Linked DNA regions of Mus musculus: region 2 is linked to region 1. The links are chromatin contacts, called in public Hi-C maps. All regions are on one chromosome and are shown on one strand. The core of a region is the stretch at or near the end of the contact, and the rest is flanking DNA. Distances in the headings are between cores, read along the strand shown. Region 1 overlaps Kalrn (kalirin, RhoGEF kinase). Region 2 has its middle 21 kb from the start of Kalrn.

Region 1 (3,531 bases), core at 372-2,871:
TAGCTCGGGTGTGGTCTTTAACATCTCATTTAAGCTGCTGGAGTCCATAGCTCTTCCCGAGCAGGCTGATTAAGAGGCTGAAGTGTGTCCGCTGTAACCTTGATTAGGTAAACTTCAATGTCAGAAGAAATAAGACCCAGTGCATTCAGGCCTTCCTGACGTTCATGCTAGGTAATCAGGGTGATTTGAATTTAGCCAGGACTCATTCAGTGGGTGTGATGGAAACAAGGAGCAGCATCCTTGAATACAGATGCTGAGCAGCAGTAAGGGGGTTGCTTTTCTTCCTTGGCAACAGATTTGGTGCTGTTCCCTCCCCCCATTTCAGGGACATTGCCAGCACATTTCCCATTCATTACTTCCCAGAATCATCATTGGTTAGGTTTTTTGCTCTGCCCTTCGTTGGCCTTCAGAGTAGTGTATGCTCTCAAGCATCCACGAGATACTGATGCTCCTGGACACTGGTTTTATACAGAGGCTGCCTTCCTTAAAGACTTTTGGCAACTCAGGTATGCCGCCACCAAGTGGTAGACTACCTTAGCTCTGCTGGTGGGAAGGCGAGAGGCTCCAAATTGTAATGTTCTCTCCTTGGTGCATCAGGTCTCATGTTTGCCAGCTCTACTTTAAACACTTTTATTAAATACTAAAATTTAAGTAACCATAGATAATTACTGTTTGTCCACTACAACATAGGTTTACTACAAGTTTCCTCTGATAAATGTAGTAAATTCAAATAAAATACTGCATGTGGAAATGGCTAGCTTAGACATACAATCGCCAGCTGAAACTAGGCATTTTATAATGATGTTATTTGGGGGGAAATCTGCTTAAAGAACATAGCATATATGTAATAATCCCTACCTTTCTTTTATAAAATCGTATTTTGAGCAGCTAGAGAAAAGCAGAGCTCAGCCACCGGCTTGCCTTCCTTCGTAGCAGAGCAGAAGTCCCGTGCTACCTCTCAGGGCGCCCACAGCTTTCATTCACTCTCAGCAGCCAGAGCTGGAGAGAAAGGCTTCATTTGTCTTTTCAAACCTTTCCTTCTAAACACTGTTTTTCCTCTTTGCACTCGGAAGGCAAGAACATGGGAGAAACAGCGCTCCCCAGGGCGTTTCTGTGTGTTGCTATCCTCTACTGAGAGCCGTTTGCCCACTGTCTCATGATGTTCAGAGCTGCCTTAGATAAGATCTGTTCCACACTTCTCCCTCATCCGTCCAGTATTGGATGAACATAAATTGAAAAGGGCCATTAAGCCTAGTTTGCCACAGATAGCAGGTCTAAGGTCAAGTCTTTTCATGAGGTCAGATTGTCCATAGGACATGAGTCCTTATGAGTAGAAAGCGTTAGCAGGGTTCTTACTACTTGTCTCTAAGTTTGCAGAGCACCCAGGTAAAAGAGCCTCACTCCTAAACTCCTCAGAGCCAGTACTAGGGAGTCATGCCAGCCTGAAGTCACCAGACTAAGCCTCCTTCAGGACATCTCCTGTCCCCTGTCAAGCCCTTTTCCGGCGGAAGCATGCAGAAGCCTGGAGGCACAGGAGTGGCCTGTCTCCCTGAGGAGGTGCTGCTGCTCCTAAACTGAGCAAGGATGACAGACCGTTCTCCCAGAGCCCAGACAGAGTACTCTGTCGTCAGTGTGGTGACTCAGCAGGGACAGATATGTTTCCGGATAATATACTGATGTAATCCCAGTGTGTGTCCTGATGGCCCCGCCTCTTCTCTTCTCCCAGAGCCTCCTTCTCTCCTAACTCCCAGTTCTGTTAGGTCACTTGAGGACCACGGCTGGCTTGGAGAGCTCCAAGGCCCTCATGCCGGAGCATTTTCTCCCTCACATCTCTCATACTGTTCTGTCCACAGCTGGAATTTTATCTGTTCCCATCACCCGTCATTCGTGTGCTGGGTTTTGGCGTGGTGCCTGAGCCAAAGTCTGACCCCGGTGTTGTGACACACCCCATCCTGGTTCTCTGTGGGAAGAGAACATCCTTGATTTCCAGATTGGGATACCGGAAATCCAGGTTTTCTAACTGGCCAGCTGAAGAGAAACTCCGTGTAGTAGACTTGCAGTAGGGCCAGCCCTTCCTCACACTGCCCAGCCCTGACTACCATGGAGAACTTTATCCGTTCTGTGAGTTCTCAGGACAGTTGCTTACATACACCAATCCCAAGGGGTTTGTCAAATGATCATATGGCCCTTTCTGCTCAATTGCAGACTATTTGGGAGAGTTAGGGGGCTCCAGGTTTTGCCTTCAGGAAGGCTCATGGTCTGGTTGTATTTCTGGAATCAGGGGGAAATATTAAACCAAAATGTGTCCAGCTTACTAGTCACATGGGAACTCTCTCTTGGCCTGTTACTCACAGGTGTGATTAGTAATTATGTTGCTTTCTTTAGGTTAAAACAGGTTTTTCCATCCTTCAGACTTGGTCAGACTGGCAGGTGAAGAGAAAGTGTAGGTGCAAGGCTCTGGTTTGCTGCAGAGGGAGAGGGAGGCAGAGGGGAGGACAGAGACATCAGTTTCCAGATTGTTCTTTTCTTTCTTTCCATCCACTGCTTTGGTGTCCATTTCCTTTCTGCTTCATGTTCTGAGTAACAGGAAGAAAAGGAGAGAGGTCATGCCCTAGGCAACCATGTCTGTTCCCATCCCACCTGCCCCTGAACTTGCGGCCTCCTAGCCTTGCAGATGGGCAGTGGCTGCAGTGTTCCTGAGTGTCCAAGGCAGTCTTCTCTCGGAGAGGGCAGTTCCTTCTTCCACCACATCTTGGGCCAGCTGCCGCTGCCAGTGTCCTTCCTCCTTTGTGAACAGAAGCTCCTTCAGAGTCCAGCTGAAAAGACCTTGCTAATGACAAAGGCTGCATGGGGTGGTGCCACAAGCTGGATGGCCTCTTGCAGGAGGAAGGGTGGTTTCTCCTCTGGGAGGCTGCATGCCTCCACTGCGCCCACCCTTCTCACACTGGTCCCAGAGCTCTTTGCAAGTCCCTTTACCAGGACTCTTTGAACATCTTCAGGATGGATAATCTTTTTCCTTTCTGGCCATACTTCATTTGCACATGTATGCTTGTTTAAAGGTAGCTTTAGAGATGGTGGAAGGATGAGAAGTTCTGCTGAGGACTGGGCCTTTGAGCTCCCACTTGATGATGGGGCTTGGAAATGCTGGGTGGAACCCTAAAGCCTGGGTCACTGCTGTTTAATATTCCACTTTTCCTCATTCAGGAAGAAACACTGAAGTGGCCACTCCCTGCTCCTGGCTTTTGTAAACAGACTCATCTGGGTGAAATTAGGTAATGCGTTTTAAAGAGTTAGAAAGCACCAAACTTCCTTAGTTGCCTTCTGCTTCTGGTTTCCCTGAGTATCTGACCAGAACACTAGTCCTGCCAAACCTGGGAGTGCAGCTGACAGGGCGTGCGTCCTTGTCCTGGAAGTGGACTGAAGCACAGTATACCTTAAATGCCTGTGCTAGAAGCAGTGGGGGCAGGGGGGAGGGGCAGGACAGCCCCACCCTACACCCTTCAATCAGAATCATCCAGGCTGTACAGTTTT
Region 2 (3,531 bases), core at 263-2,762, 160 kb before region 1:
AAATAATTTTATGATTATTCCATGACATGAAGAAAGGTATTAATGAGTCGCGGCATTAGGAAGGTTGAGAACCACAGCTCTAAGTGGTTCATGTGCTTAGTAGGGCTCCTCTGAGTCCCTTCTCTGTCCGTTTGCCCGGTATGAAGATGAGGCTTCACTGGCTCCCTGTCTTATGAATGAACTGTATGGGCGCACTGCCAATGGCAAGCGTGAGTGACTTGGTAATCAGAGGTTACACATTTTGGGCATCAGCTCTGCAATTTCACCCTTGAATTCCTTCAGGACTCAGGCAGATGCCATATGGTCCTGGTGACTTATTTACAGCTCCCTTGTCAGGCAGGTTCCACTGGTTACAGGCTCAGCACCAGCTTCTCTCTTGCCTGATGTGGAGGGTAAGTCAAGAAGAACCCTTTATTCTCTAGGATATGCCTTGTACCATAGCGTCACCAACTGGCTCTGCCCTACCGTCTCCCTTTGATAGAATAAAAAGATCCCTGTATGGCACTGGACACCCTTAGTTTTATCTTTGGCCTGGTTAATTTCCGGAGTTGTTGTTCCATTTTTACATGCCATTTCTTCCTCCTCTGTCTCTTTGAAATGTCTACCTAGTCACACGGGGATGCTTTCCTCTTTGAGGGTCTGCTATTTTAGGCCTTGGCCTAACCCCATCTATCCTAGAATTCTGTATTTTAAAATAGCCTCCAGGTTACTGTGGACTTATGACATTATCAACATTTCTTTTTTTTTTTTCAATTTCTGCTTTACAACATCTCCATCTGTCTCTCTCTGAACCTTGACATTCGGGTTTAGGGTGCAGCTTGAGAAAGGTCTTGAGGTTAGGAGCAGGACAAGCTGAGGGAAGGAGCATCTTGAATCACCCCCAGAGGTCCTCTGATGATGTGGGGGGTGAGGCGGGGGGATACTGAATATGCTGTCTGGGTTAGGGTGAGTTCAGCTCTGAGGCTTGTCCTCTGGTAAGCTGTGTGTGTACCCTGGATGTCTCAAGCTGCCAGTCCTGAGGTGTGCTTCTCTGTGTGTACCATCATCTACATTCAGGGATCCTTCTAGCACCTCTACCCTCAAAGAGCCACAGAAGGAAGCCTTTGAGCATTCTGGCCCAACATGCTTCATGGATTAGGTCAAAATTCTGCAGGGCCAACTTAGAGAGAGGGGCTTCAGTGGCACAGGAAAAGCCAACTGGAGTCTCAGGGATAATTAGTCTAGATATCTTCTGAGATATCCAGACCGTGTCTGAGTGAGGACCTTGTGAAGCAAGGGCAGTGGGGTTGGGGAAGGGGTGGAGTCCCTTTCCAGGCTGAAGTTGACACCGATCAGAATCGGTTCCTGCTTCTGCAGCAAGTGCCTGCCCAGGGTTGTTAAGCTAATTGTTAAATTAGAGTGGCTGGGGAAACAAATTGCTTCATGATGGGGTTTCTCTGACTGTGCCCAAGGCTGATGTCATCTGGCCTTGCGCCTCCTTGGTGGGGTGTATGTCAGGGAGGGGGAGTGGGCAGGCTTGACACACTTGTGAGCGAATCCTTATCAGTTGTGGCAGAAGCCTGCAGCTCCACTGAGCAGCCTACATGCCCCGTTGTGGAGAATTCACCGTTAGCCCTCTGTACTTTAGTTTCTTGCCCCTCATTCCTGGGCCTTACTTTGCTGGCGTTTTAAATGATCTTCTCCAGGGGCTATGAACACAGATGCCTGTTGGGGACAGACCATAAGTGTACTGATTAAAATGGCCAATAATGGCTGGCCGGCTGGCCAGGTGGTGGTGGTGGTGGTGGTGGTGGTGGTGGTGGTGGTGGTGGTGGTGGTAGCACATGCCTTTAATCTTAGCACTCAGGGGGCAGAGGCATGCACAGGCAGATCTCTGAGTTTGAGGCCAGTCTGGTCTACAGAGTGAGTTCCAGGACACTGAGAAACCCGATCTTGAAAACAAAACAAAAACAACAAAATTAGAGAGAGAGAGAGAGAGAGAGAGAGAGAGAGAGAGAGAGGCGAGGCGAGGCGAGGCGAGGCGAGGCGAGGCGAGGCGAGGCGAGGAGAGGAGAGGAGAGGAGAGGAGAGGAGAGGAGAGGAGAGGAGAGGACTAAATGATGAGCAACCACCTTTAGGAGGGGAGGGGAGGGGTGGGGCACTCTATGCTAAACTAAAGGGTGGTGCCCTACCTGAGAGGAACAGTGGGTTCTAGCTGGTTTCACCTGATGCAGGACATGTAGGAATGTGGGGCCCAGCCAACTGTAGGTGCTTCTGGAAGGGCTGCAGAGACACTCTGTCTTTGTGAAGTGGCCAGGTTTTCAAGTATGGACGCTAATTCTATTAAAGTATATTATTATGCTGATGAAACAGTCTATTTGTGGATGAGTTTGACTTATGCATATCCAAGCTTGCAACTTTTTATTCTGGTCCAAACTCAGATTTTACAGATACAAAACAAAACAAAACAAAACAAAACCGAGATCCAGAGAGACAGAGCTTCTGGTCCAAGGTCAGGAAGTCAGTGAAGGAGAATTCCTTCCTCAGGCCCCTGACTAGGCATTGTCTCTGCTGGCTGTGTTGGCCAGGGGAGCATAGACATGAAATGTTCAGTGACATAATGTCCCCTGCCCCATTCCTGCTTCTCTGCTTTGGTGAGTTGATTGGAGACGGTTAGGGATGCTGAGAAGGGCCCTGAAGATAGAAAGAATGCTTAGGGAGAGGTGGGAATGGGGAAGAGCTGGCTTGAAGCTCCCAAGGATATAATTTATCTGCACGCCCCACTCCTCCCTCCTCTTCTCATGACAAGCTTCCATGTCGTGACACTCAGGAACACACTTTGGGATCACCCTTGATCGTCTCTACCCTTCCCCTGGAATTCCTCACTTCTGAACCCCCTTTCTAGCCCTGCTGCCATGTTCTCTGTTCACGAGTTTCAGGACACAACAATGAGACAATTGCAGTAGGCTTCAAGCCTGACTCCTCTGTCTGCTTTCTTCATTGTTGTCTGATTGATCTTTGTAAGTACAAGTTTGGGTCTCGGCATGTTCTCATTATGTGTGGTAGCAGTGCTTTAACCTAGCGTCCTAGATTCTCAAGTGCTGTGGTGTGGCTGCCCTGTTCATCAGCCTGGCTGCTTGGGCACCCAGCGCTACCAGGTGGAGGCTTGTGATATCTGGGGTAGTTTCCCTGACTTCGCTGAGCTTTTTAACTACTTTGGGAAGCTTTTACATAGGATTGTTTTGAGGAACAAATGTGATTATCTGTGTAAATCACTTGGCATGGCACACACAGTCACTCAACTAAAAGAGCAATTCAGGGACCTTGTAGCTATGACCACCATCATTACCTATCCCATACGTCAACCTCTTGCACATATCTATTGGTAATTTCTGGTTTTCTGTTCTCTAATATACACATTTGTTGTTGTTGCTGTTGTTTTGAGACTGAGTCTCAAACTAACCAACTTCAAATTCTAGGTCTCTGCATTTGACCTTGAACTCCTGGTCCCCTTGGTTCTCCTTTCCAAATCCTGGGATTACACATATGTAA

The links. A called contact is a pair of places that touch in the nucleus more often than the background predicts.
Region 2: a Hi-C map of the N1E-115 cell line shows a contact between it and region 1, with 2.7 times the contacts expected there. The contact joins two enhancer-like sites. A contact is called at or near these places in 3 of 484 Hi-C or Micro-C datasets (the N1E-115 cell line, embryonic fibroblasts and nephron progenitors) and 1 of 115 datasets of contacts at active chromatin or transcription factors (fibro-adipogenic progenitors).

The regions. Positions count from the first base shown.
Region 1 is chr16:34,370,696-34,374,226 of GRCm38.p6, reverse strand. All of the region lies in intron 3 of Kalrn (kalirin, RhoGEF kinase), which reads left to right. Among named protein-coding and RNA genes, the nearest start is that of Kalrn, 140 kb to the left of the region's middle. Within about 2 kb of position 1,621, at least 71 of the 459 cell types and tissues checked have an H3K27ac peak or open chromatin away from gene starts, as enhancers often do. A contact at or near this core is called in the N1E-115 cell line and fibro-adipogenic progenitors, where this site is marked.
Region 2 is chr16:34,533,247-34,536,777 of GRCm38.p6, reverse strand. It overlaps a transcript of Kalrn not described here. Among named protein-coding and RNA genes, the nearest start is that of Kalrn, 21 kb to the right of the region's middle. Within about 2 kb of position 1,512, at least 12 of the 459 cell types and tissues checked have an H3K27ac peak or open chromatin away from gene starts, as enhancers often do. A contact at or near this core is called in the N1E-115 cell line and fibro-adipogenic progenitors, where this site is marked.